2 separate regions of the Danio rerio genome follow, and region 1 is linked to region 2. Evidence: chromatin contacts called from public Hi-C data. All regions are on one chromosome and are shown on one strand. The core of a region is the stretch at or near the end of the contact, and the rest is flanking DNA. Distances in the headings are between cores, read along the strand shown. Region 1 holds the start of zcchc7 (zinc finger, CCHC domain containing 7). Region 2 overlaps zcchc7 (zinc finger, CCHC domain containing 7).

Evidence for each region. A called contact is a pair of places that touch in the nucleus more often than the background predicts.
Region 1: a contact with region 2 is called in a Hi-C map of an unstated tissue, with 2.3 times the contacts expected there. The contact joins the promoter of zcchc7 here to the enhancer-like site in region 2. A contact is called at or near these places in 3 of 18 Hi-C or Micro-C datasets (caudal fin, embryo and an unstated tissue) and 1 of 4 datasets of contacts at active chromatin or transcription factors (gastrula embryo).

What each region holds. Positions count from the first base shown.
Region 1 is chr1:23,284,544-23,290,384 of GRCz12tu, reverse strand. It overlaps zcchc7 (zinc finger, CCHC domain containing 7), which reads left to right and starts at 2,855. Exons shown (of 9, transcript NM_001301358.3): 1 at 2,855-2,937. The coding sequence starts at 2,876.
Region 2 is chr1:23,201,587-23,207,534 of GRCz12tu, reverse strand. All of the region lies in intron 6 of zcchc7 (zinc finger, CCHC domain containing 7), which reads left to right. Among named protein-coding and RNA genes, the nearest start is that of adamtsl7, 34 kb to the right of the region's middle. Within about 2 kb of position 3,489, at least 4 of the 62 cell types and tissues checked have an H3K27ac peak or open chromatin away from gene starts, as enhancers often do.

The sequences.
Region 1 (5,841 bases), core at 1,606-4,105, 83 kb before region 2:
GTATTATAAAATGAACAGACATCTATACAGTAGCTTGATTCCATAATAAAGCTATTATGTTTATATAGCACCTAAATAGACTTATAACTTTCAATGTCATGATAATTGTATGCTCAAATATTGATCATGGCACAGTATGGGTCAATGTTACACTTGAATAACACACTGAGGTGCAGGCTGTGGAGACATCAGCAATATAAATGCAGGGGTTGGTGAAGGTGGCCATTTGGCTTCATTTCCCAAAATGAAAATCTTTCTCATGCAGAACAGCCATGTGGAATCAGATATTGGAAGGGGAAAGCCTGCATCCGCGCTTGTGACTCCATCTTCAACACCCGACTGGTTTGAATTTGTGCAGATTAACCGACGTACAGATGCTTCCCTTTTTCCTTTTAAAACAATAATAGTAATAACGATCAACAAATACAGCCAATACGGCAGGCATCCAGGCATTCCCTTTTCCAGCTGCAATCACTATTTCTAGAGCTTTCTCCCAAAATATGGTATATGTGGTGGGATTTTGGCTTAATTTAGGAAATTTAACCTTTTGGAGGAAAACAATCCAGTGCCTTGATGGCCTTTTCTGACATTGACACGCATGGAGACATCTTCAGAAACAGATGGCATTCATGCAATGATTCCCACATCATTCGCATGCTCTGTTCATGTTATATAGAGATGATAAAGGCAGACTGTGATTTCACAAAAAGAAATCGACAAAAAAAAAATCAAGAAAGCAGGAAAAAGACAGAAAAGAAGGAAAGAAAGAAAGAAAGAAATAAAGAAAGAGCACAAATATGCATGTGTGATATATATTTAGATATGTTTGTGACAGATATGCAGCCTGTTAAGATATGTAAATGTGGACCTCAGAAGAGACCAAACATAGCAACTGATAAAAGAACATTTTGCATGTTTTTTCTATTACAGCAGTACAGATAGGAAGAAGTTTACATCTCAAGTCAAAGGCCAGCATCTTTAAATGGCAGCTCAAGTCTTGGGTAACTACTATCACCACAACTTGCATGATAAAATATATATATAAAAAAAGTAAAAATATAAAATTTAAAATAACAATATAATATAATATAATATAATATAATATAATATAATATAATATAATATAATATAATATAATATAATATAATATAATATAATATAATATAATATAATATAATATAAGGCGTCACAGTGACACAGTGGGTAGTACAATCGCCTCACAGCAAGAAGGTCGCTGGTTCAAGCCTTGGCTGTGTCAGTTAGCATTTCTGTGTGGGGTTTGCATGCTCTCCCTGTATTCGCATGGGTTTCCTCCAAGTGCTCTGGTTTCCTCCACATTCCAAAGACATGCGGTATATAAATTAAATAATGTAAATTGGCTGTGGGCGAGGCAGTGGGGCAGTAGGTAGTGCTGTCGCCTCACAGCAAGAAGGTCGCTGGGTTGCTGGTTCGAACTTCGGCTCAGTCGGCGATTCTGTGTGGAGTTTGCATGTTCTCCCTGCCTTCGTGTGGGTTTCCTCCGGGTGCTCTCGTTTCCCCCACAGTCCAAAGACATGCGGTAGACTAAATTGTCCGTAGTGTATAAGTGTGTGTGTGTGAATGTGTGTGTGGATGTTTCCCAGAGATGGGTTGCGGCTGGAAGGGCATCCGCTGCGTAAAAACTTGCTGGATAAATTGGCGGTTCTTTCCGCTGTGGTGATCCCGGATTAATAAAGGGACTAAGTCGACAAGAAAATGAATGAATGAATAAATTGGCCGTAGTGTATGTGTGTGAATGCAAAAGTGTATGGGTGTTTCCCAGTGTTGGGTTAGGCTGGAAGGGCATCCGCTGCGCAAAACATATGCTGAATAAGTTGGTGGTTCAATCCACTGTGGCGACCCCAGATTAATAAAGGGAATAAGCCAAAAAGAAGATTAATAAATGAATGAAATTTCAATTAAACCACATACTTCTACAAGAAGTAACAATGTTGGCTTTTTATTTCAGATGTGAACTTAAAAGTTGGGAACATAGAGATGCATCAAATTAAATTTAATATATTTATTTTATATAGAAAGCAGAGTTTTGAATTATTGTTTTAAATAATTTGAAACAATAAAATGCTATAGAGGGTAAATCTATTTTACATAAATTACTTTTAAGGGTAAAACTCAGGTTAGTGTAATAAAAAAAGATCCTTACCTTTTAACTTTACTCCTTATTCCTTCACCTAAATGTGAGATGAAAGTTGAGGGGTTAAATTAAGTCTTTTGATATGTCATGAAATTATTGTTTGAAATATGTTTAAAAAGTTTTTTTTTTTTTTTTGTAACAGTGAAGGAGCTGAAAAAAAGTTACAATACACATAATATGTATTTTAATATATGAGCACTTGTTCTCATATTTCATATTTGTTAGGAAACAATGTTATGTTCTTATATTTTCTGGTCACATATTTATTTCTATTTCTATGTACATAATTATATCATTCTTGTTTTGTTTTTAAGAAGTTTTTTGTACTATATTGTCCATTGTTAAAAACCAATAGTGACAAAACATTATTATTATTAGGCTATTAATAGCAAAATAAGCTAAACGTGTATCAATGTTCATGACAATGAATCAAATTTAGTAAATTTTTTATCTACTCTGTAAAATTTTCTCATGCCTACAGTAGGTTACATTTCAGGGACCACTGGCTCTTATTCTATCTTGTATAAAAGAAAATACAAGTAAGAACAATTCATATTCCAAATGCTCTCCTATTAACACCACGATCAGACATAGTTGTAGTTTTTTAAAACAATCCTCATATTCAGAGTCACTAATTTTCGATGCTTGTGCTAAATTTAGTTCATTTTTCCCAGGGATGACGAATAGTTGGCCAACCATTTCATGTTCCTGTGGAGTCCGGAAGCCAGTAGTGTCCCGTGTTGCAAATCGGAATTTATAAACAGGTCAGATTTTTAATCAGTCTGGTAGTAAACCTGTTCAAACGTGCCATTTGATGTAGCTGAGGTTATAAATGTTTTTAAACGACGCCGTGTCCGTGTAGTAGTAATGCGACGCGTCTCAGCCGGCGTCCATGTGTACGTGAACACACGTGGGTCTCCGAGCAGCACTTCTAGCACTGAAGCTAACACATGCTTGTCAGATTCGTGTAAAATATATATCCGCGTACATTTAATGTTGTTGAAGGACAAGTGTTTTGTTGACTTGCTGGTTTTATGCAGATATTTAGTGTTGCGGATGGTCTGACGTTGTTGGTTTTTATTGGGTGCTTTAGCTTTTCAGTTAGCATAGTGTCAATTCACTGTGGTGTTGTTTATGTGTTAAATCAGATGAGTTTATGTTTTTTGGAATTGTTTTTATGGATTTGAGGACACAAATCTCTGTCTAGGACTAATGTGGTGTTGTCAAACAGTCTCCATTTCAACTACATGCTTTTGTGCAAATATGCAAACAAACAAACAGATAAAAATGTTATTGTTATACTAGTATGTCAAAATATTTGTCCTCGAATACTCGTAAAATAATCTGACAGTGACCAAACTAAACGTTATGTTTATGTCATATTACTTTGCTTTGTAAACAGAGATCATGTATGTTATGGCCACGTTATACATGTAAACATCACTTTCGAGGGACTGTAGTGTATGTACGTTATACTGTTTTAAATTGGTCTCATATAAGCTGTTCAAGTGTGTCACGAAAGCTCTAGAGCATTTGTTTGTAAGTTTGATTAGCATTTATGGTGGTTGAACATATTAAATAAAGTTAAGTAAATAATTAAGTTGGTTTTATATTTGCATATTCTGAAATTTTCCTTAATATAATTTCAGAAAAGTATTATTAAATTCTGAATAGGAAAATCAGATTAGCAGCCAATAACTTTTAAAATACATCATTGTTTACATTCAATTAAATAGTTTTCATGTTGTTTTAAAGTCATACTTGCATGCGATTTCAGATAGAATATTCAAAGTACTTAGCTGGGTAAACAATTAGGGGACAGTTATATAGAGTATATAAGTTATTATAACACATATTAATATGTGAATATAAAACCAACTTTACCTCAGTGTTGAACATATGATGAGAACAATATTGTGTATTGTTAATCTTTGTTTTTTTTATGTTTTTGGAGAGTAAGTAAAATACATTTGTGTTTAGTTCCTAGTCTTTTTTTTCTTTAGCTTTTATATATACTGCATAAAATAATTATAACAAATGTAGAGTTCCCAAATAAATCTGCAGATGTTTTTGTATCATGCAGACTATTTCAGCAAGATATAGTAAATATATGCATCATGCGTTATTTTTGTTGAATATTCTTACAGTGATTTTGTTTGTGATTATAACATGTCTCTTGACAAATTTTATTTATGTTTATTAATGTAATAATCATAATAAGATAATCAATTATCTTATAGGCTAATAAAAACTGTGAAGGTGCAAACATTGAGAAAACACAATGGTCAGCATAACAGCAGGTTGAAATGTAATACGGCCCCATTTGATTGGCCAAATTTGGATAAACAACTTATTTATGCAACACAAAATCTTGGCGCATATGCTATTATTTTGATAATGATAAATCTACAATATATTGGGCAGCCCTGTTGCTGAAAAAAGCTTGTAAGCTTTGTCATACTCTTAAGAGGACTAAAGTGAAAGCATTTAAGTGCTCACTGTAATTCATTACATAATACCATTACTTTAACTTGCTCTCGGAATGTGTTCATTAAAAATATATAAAGGTGTATTGTAGTTTCTTTTTATATGTTATTTCTACTTCTCACAATCATTTGTAATTACAGATTCAAGTAAAGAAAAAAATTTAAGCATTTGCGATTTTAAGGCTGTTGAGTTTACAGTGGGCTTTAAATGACGCGTGTATAGTGTGCAATGATGTGAAAATAGTTAATAATAAATCATGAATTGATTTAGGATTTAAAATGTTTTACTTTGCAAAAATTTTTAAATAAAACATTGTTATTAATATTATTTTTGAATAAGATAAAATATTAGTGGGCGGCGTGTGGGTTTCCTCTGGGTGCTCCGGTTTCCCTCACACAAGTTTAAAGACATGTGCTACTACAGGTGAATTGGGTAATCTAAATTGTTCATAGTGTGTGTGAATGAGTGTATGGGTGCTTCCTAGTGATGGGTTGCTGCTGGAAGGGCATCTGCTGCGTAAAACGTGCTGGATAAGTTTGTGGTTCATTCCGCTGTGACGACCCCTAATTAATAAAGGGACTAAGTAAAAAAAAAATGAATAAAATATCAGTCAGTCAATCAATAAGGAATAGATATTTATGCTTATTATTCTATTTAATATTAATTATAATTTATAAATGTTCAAAAAGCATCAAAACAATAAATATGCAGCAAAAACATTTTTGTTGCATTAAAATGTTTAATTTTTATCATACACATTTATTTTAATTTATACATTTATTTATTTGGCAAGTTTACAACAAGGAAACTGAATATTTAGCAACACAACAAATCACTAATTGAGAATTAAAGTGTATTCCCAAAATCCAAATTTAATTGTAATTTTCCAAACAGGTGTCATACATTCAAAAAAACACCAAAAAAAGAGGATTTTTGCTGCTTGTTCAAACTACTTATTTAAAATAAGATGAATAAACACAATTCTTATGGGGTACACCTAATTGTTTTATGTTCAGTTCATTTAAATTTGTAAAAATAATTAGGTTAACTTGCGGTTGGGATATTTTATTAGGAATTTTGTGGCAGTGGCGCCCAATATTTTAACAGTGTATCCCAGTTGTTAGCAAAATGTAAACACTAAAAAAAGTGTAAATGATGAACAATCAGAGCAAAGTTGAAAT
Region 2 (5,948 bases), core at 2,240-4,739:
CTGGAATATAGACCTCAGCCTAAGAGAAAAGAGCAGGTTGTTTGTCAATTAAAAGACGTGATAAAGCATGAAATGGGCTGCCAGCATCGCGCTGCGCCAAGCAGTCACTCGACCCGTCACACACACACACAGTCTAATTAGCTAGCCTGCCTAATGAAAAGGCCAGATCGTTAGCGCTAGCCTGGTGCGCGGGGTGGCAGAGTGAAGAGAACGAAGGGAGAATAAAAAGAAAGGAAAATGTTGCCTCCGGGGCTGTTAAAGAGCTTTGTGGAAGGTTAAAAGTCTTAAAGAATTGTTCTCAGTTTCACCGTTTCTCAGCTTTATGAGTCCTTTCTTCAGTGTTAAAAGAAAATTTCCTGAGTTTTTTATAAATTGTTGCAATTGTTTTGACATGAATGAAAGAATAATGCTAAAATGTACAAGCAAGTAAAACATTTATTTTGATATTTTTAGTTTAATTCTCTTAATCACAATATTTAGATTTTTGATCGTAGAGGAAATCTTCTCAGACAATTTTAGAATTAAACATCAGTTTTGGGTGTCTCTTTTTGCATGGTTTTGTGCGTACATACAGTATATGCATAATTTAGATTGAAGCATACAATTCTTTTTTTTTTTAACTAAGCTGATTTTATATACAGTTTATAACTTTTTTTATTGTTACTTATGTCCACTGTAATAATGACATTAAACTATTCTTTATCCTTAACACTCTTATATAAACCCCAATCTCAATGTACATGCATTTAATTAATATCACACATTACTTTAATGTACAACATGGAAACTGCAATATGGTGTTATGTACTACAATAATCTGTATATAGCATTTAATAATTTCCACTTAAAGTCGAAAGAAAGAAAGAAAGAAAGAAAGAAAAAGAAAGAAAGTTTGATTTTAACAACACTGCATTGCAAAAATATTAATACATTATTTAATCAATTAACTCACAAAAAACAGAAAGAGAAAAAGAAAAAGAAATGTGAGCAAAAACCAAGTTATTTTGATAAACCTCACTCAGAGCACCATTGTAACACCACATCAGGTCAAAAGAAGATCATCCACAATTCTTGATTTGACAGAATGAAAAAAAGAACTGGCAACAAGTTATAACTTACCTTAAATTTATTTATTTATTTATTTATTTATTTATTTATTTATTTATTTATTTATTTATTTATTTATTTATTTATTTATTTATTTTTGCTTTTTGGTACTACGTAAGAGCTTTTAGCTTGTCTAGGTAAAATATTAAGAAGTTGACATTTAAAAGATTTTTGTAAAAATGTGAGAAAATGTTGTATGCACTTGAAGAGAACAAAGAGGAAAGAGAGAAAGAAATATAGAAAGAGAGGAAAAAGAACTAAAAAGAAAGAGAACGAAGAAGAGAAAGAAAGAATAAAGAAAGAAAGAAAGAAGAGAGAAAAGGAAAGAAAGAGCGAAAGAAAAAGAAATGAAAGAAAGAGAAAGAACCAACGAACGAAAGAGAAAAAGAGAGAAAACAAAAGAAAAAACAAGTGAGAGAAAGAAAGAAAGAACAGAAAAGAAAGAACAAACAAACAAATGAAAGAGAGAAAGAAAGAAAAGAAAGAACAAACAATTGAAAGAGCGAGAGAAAGAACGAACAAACGAAAGAAGGAACAAAAAAAGAAAGAACAAACAAGCAAATGAAAAAGATTAAAAGAATGAAAAAAAAACAAACGAAGAAAGAAGGAATGAAAGAAAGAACGAAAGAAAGAAAGAAAGAAAGAAAGAAATAAAGAAAGAAAGAAAGAAAGAAAGAAAGAAAAGATTTAAGAAAGAACGAACAAACATAAGAAAGAATAAAAGAACGAAAGAAAGAACAAAAAAGAACAAAATGAAGAAAAATCAAAGGAAAAAAATAACGAGAGTAAGAATGAAATAAAGAAAGAAAAAGAATAAACAAAAAAAGATTGAAAGAAACTAAAGAAAAAGTAAGAAAGAATGAACAAACCTATTATTTTGTGTAAACTTTTCCAAAGTTAAACACCGCAGAGCATGCTTGTTGTGTTTTTGCCATATTGAACTACTGTATATATGCCCAGTATGGTAACAAAAATGGTTTATTATTTACTGACTAAATATTTTTTATTAGACCGTTTGTCCTTTTACAAAACTTCTGAATTATTGAAATTTCTTTACAAAACACATCAGATGGTAAGATGAACAGAAATTCACAAGGTTTTAGATGTCTCTTTAAAGCAAACAGAAAGAAAACAGTTCAAAAGAGATTGCATATTAAAAGTTTTTTTGTGTGTAATAATTCTGGCATATTGATGGTAATTATGTTTATTTACCTTTCATAATTTTAGTGTGTTACTAGCAATTTCCTTATAATAATTTATTGTAAAATTTACTATCAGTTTTTGAAGTGAAAAATATTTGCACAGTTGTTTTGTTCAGCTTCAGGTTTTTTTGCTGTTAAAGTGAGTTGCTGTTTTTAGCCTGTGTCAGTGCCTGACCATGGACAACATATGCTGACTGTCGCCCGGGTCTGCAGGCTTTATAAGGGTTTTAAAAGAGTGTGTGATGCTTTCCTACAGGTCCACTTGGTTCTGCTGGGCTGAGTCCATCTGCTTGTGCATTACTTTCATCCTCTGGGTCCTGCCCTGGTTCTGTTTGTGTGTGTAGGTACTTAAATTGAGTCACCCTCAACAGACGGTCTTTAAGGCCTTTAAACTATCCTGGAGTCTAGAGGGCTCAAAGTTAAATACAGTACAGATACCCATGTGTGTGTGCGCGTGTGTCGTGCTTTGGGAGCTCTGGCCTGTCGCCCTATGCTAGGCCCAGTCAGGTGTGAAAAGGCATTCTGTCAGACCAGTCCCTTTCTACTGGGTCTGTTTATACTGTGTGTGTGTGTGCGCGTGAGTGCAAGTGTGTGTGTGTTTGTGTGTGTGTGTGTGTGTGTGTGTGTGTGTGTGTGTGTGTGCGTGTGCGTGTGTGTGTGGTGGGGTGAGGCCTGCACCTGTCTTTACTAACAAACAACCACTCAACTCTAAGTTTGCCACAAAACCCAAAGGAGACTGACAGAGAGAAGTGCGAGTGTTCGCAGAAGCTACTATGCAAAGAGTGAAAGTTTTATTGGACCAATGTTACATATGGAACTAATATGATGCAACGATATTTCTCTTTTTGGAAGGCAGTTTTTGCCACAGGATGAAAAGGAAAAATCACAAATTTGGGTTAATATTTTGCAATTTTGACTTTTTTCAAAATGAGTTTACATCTCAGAATTCAGACTTTTCTCAAAATTGAGTTTTTTTTTGTTTTTTTTTGAGAATTTTACAATCCTGACTTTTTTTCTTTCCTCAAAATTGTACATTTCTATCACGATTCACATAAACTTGCAAATAGAGTTTTTATCAAAATAGAGTTCTTATTTTGTAATTCCATTTTTTTTTCCGAAAAATGAACAGTATACACAGTTGAAACCAGAATTTTACACCGCCTTTGAATTTTTGTTTCTTTTTTAAATATTTCTCAAATGTTGTTTAACAGAGCAAGAAAATTTTCAAAGTATGTCTAATGACATTTTTTCTTCTGGAGAAAGTCGGATTTGTTTTATTTCGGCTAGAATAAAAGCAGTTTTTAATTTTTTAAACACCATTTTAAGTCAAAATTATTAGCCCCTTAAGCTACATTTTTTCGATAGTCTACAGAACAAACCATCGTTTTTCAATAACTTGCCTAATTACCCTAACCTGCGTAGTTAGGAGGTTAATATGTCAGGGGGTTTAAAAAAAACTCTGACTTCAACTGTATTTAAGAACTAATGCTTCCCCACCCAGAATATTTTGTTTATAACTTTTTTAATCTAGCCTAGTATAGCAAACTTATACTTTATATTATAGTATAATAATTTATAATACTGCTTTCTTGCAGTTATTTATGGTGTCCATCGGGCCTTAAAAAGTCATCAAAAATGGATAAATCAATGTAAAGAAATTTAAGGCCCTTAAAAAGTATTAACAATGGCAAAATATTAAATTATATATATATTTTTAATTTCTGTGACTATCAGGATGCTGTGTAGTTTATGAAATCAATAAAATACTGCTTTGTTTACTGCAGTAACCAAGGCACTGCCATTATATCTGCAGTTCTGTAGGCGCTAACCTGCTTAATTATTTAGATTTAGTAGATTTTTATTCAGTATATGAACAATGTTTTAGTTTTGGATTACTTTCTTACATTAACATTTAGTAAATATACTGTAAGTTAAAATCTCGCCAGTGTTTCCCGGTTGAAACCTAAAGTGGTTATAAGGTCTTAAAATGTATGGAAAGAGTCTTAAAAAAGGTCTTAAAAGGTATTGAATATCACTCTCTGATTCCTGTATATACTCTGTTATTATTTTTTCCACATTTAATGCATATATATTGCATTTCTGATCTTTATTTCTTCAAAATTTTGTATCACCAAGTTGTTATTTTTTTATATCTATCAATAATGAATTTTGTATTGAGTTTTTTTTATAGCTCACAAATAGCTGACAAATAATGTTTTTCTCAAAATGTTACAATTTTTGTCATAGATTCATGGTTTATATCTTGCAATTTTGACTTTTTTCTTTCACAGAACTATTTTTATACCAAGAGTTATTTTAGATTCAAGATGCTAATTTTATTGCTGTTCCTGTGTCCTGACATTTTATCCCATCAGATTATACTATAACACTGTATTTGAATGGTTCTGGGGTTGGGGTTAGGGATTGCGGGAGGTTGGGGACATATTACAGCCTTATATCACACCACTCCACTTTTTAATATTTATAAATATTTACAGAAATATTGTTATTATGAAGTACCTCACAGTAATTTACTGTGAATTTACATACAGTACCTTACTGTTAAAGTAATGCAATTATTAGCCAGTACTTTATTGTAAATTTAAGGTCAAATATTTTACAGTGTAGTTTACAGTTTCACAGTAAATTATCCAATGTGTTATTTATTTATTTATTTATTTTTGACGATCATTCTGAACAAGTCAGGTCATACTGAACACTTTAAATTTTTTGAGCATATAAGCATTTACAGTGTATACAGCAACAAAGAGCATCTGTCTGTGAAAATTTATGTTCACAACAAATATCTGGCAGTTTGTGATCCTTAGACACTAAAAAAAAGATTAAAAGATGATACCTTGTATGTACAATTCATTTTAGGTTAAGTGTAAAGCATTTATTTTGTGCTGAATTTAAACAAATTAAATTGAACATTACGACATTTAATTTGTTTAAATTCAACCCATTTAAATTGTTTGCAACAGTTTTGCAGACATCCTTTTTTTCAGTGTAGCATAAGTCAGTGAGTGTATAAAACCTAATGTTTTAAAATCTATTCAGCTTATCCTTTTTTTAAGACATTGTTTGATGCAGGAGTACAGAAATCTATTAACTCCCAAAATCAAGTGTCTATTTTTTGAAAACTTAAGAATCAACTCTCACTTATTTAGTTTTAATCATGTTTTAATACACACACACACACACACACACACACACACAGTTGAACACATATTTTGTGATGCTAGGTGCATTTAGCACGACACTACAGAGCTTTTATGTTTTGGTTCAGATATTTTAAGTCTGAAGGGGATACGGATTTCAAACCTTTTAAGAGGATATTGGTGAGCAATTACCATTTTTAAAACTTCTTTATAAAATCCTCCTTTCCTCAAACTGATCAGCCTAGTAATCCTTCACACCGTAATGAAATTTAATTGAACCATTAGCATAAGTGAAATGTATGAGGAATATACAGTTTTTAAGTTCTGGGTGATCAATTTGAACAGGGCAAATCATTGGAATAGTTTATTTAGAACAGATAATAAAGAAAGGGGCGAATTAACATTTCTGGATTTCATTCAGTAGTTCTAACACCACACAATGGAGCCAGATGTGGTTCAAAAACCTTGTGGTGAATTC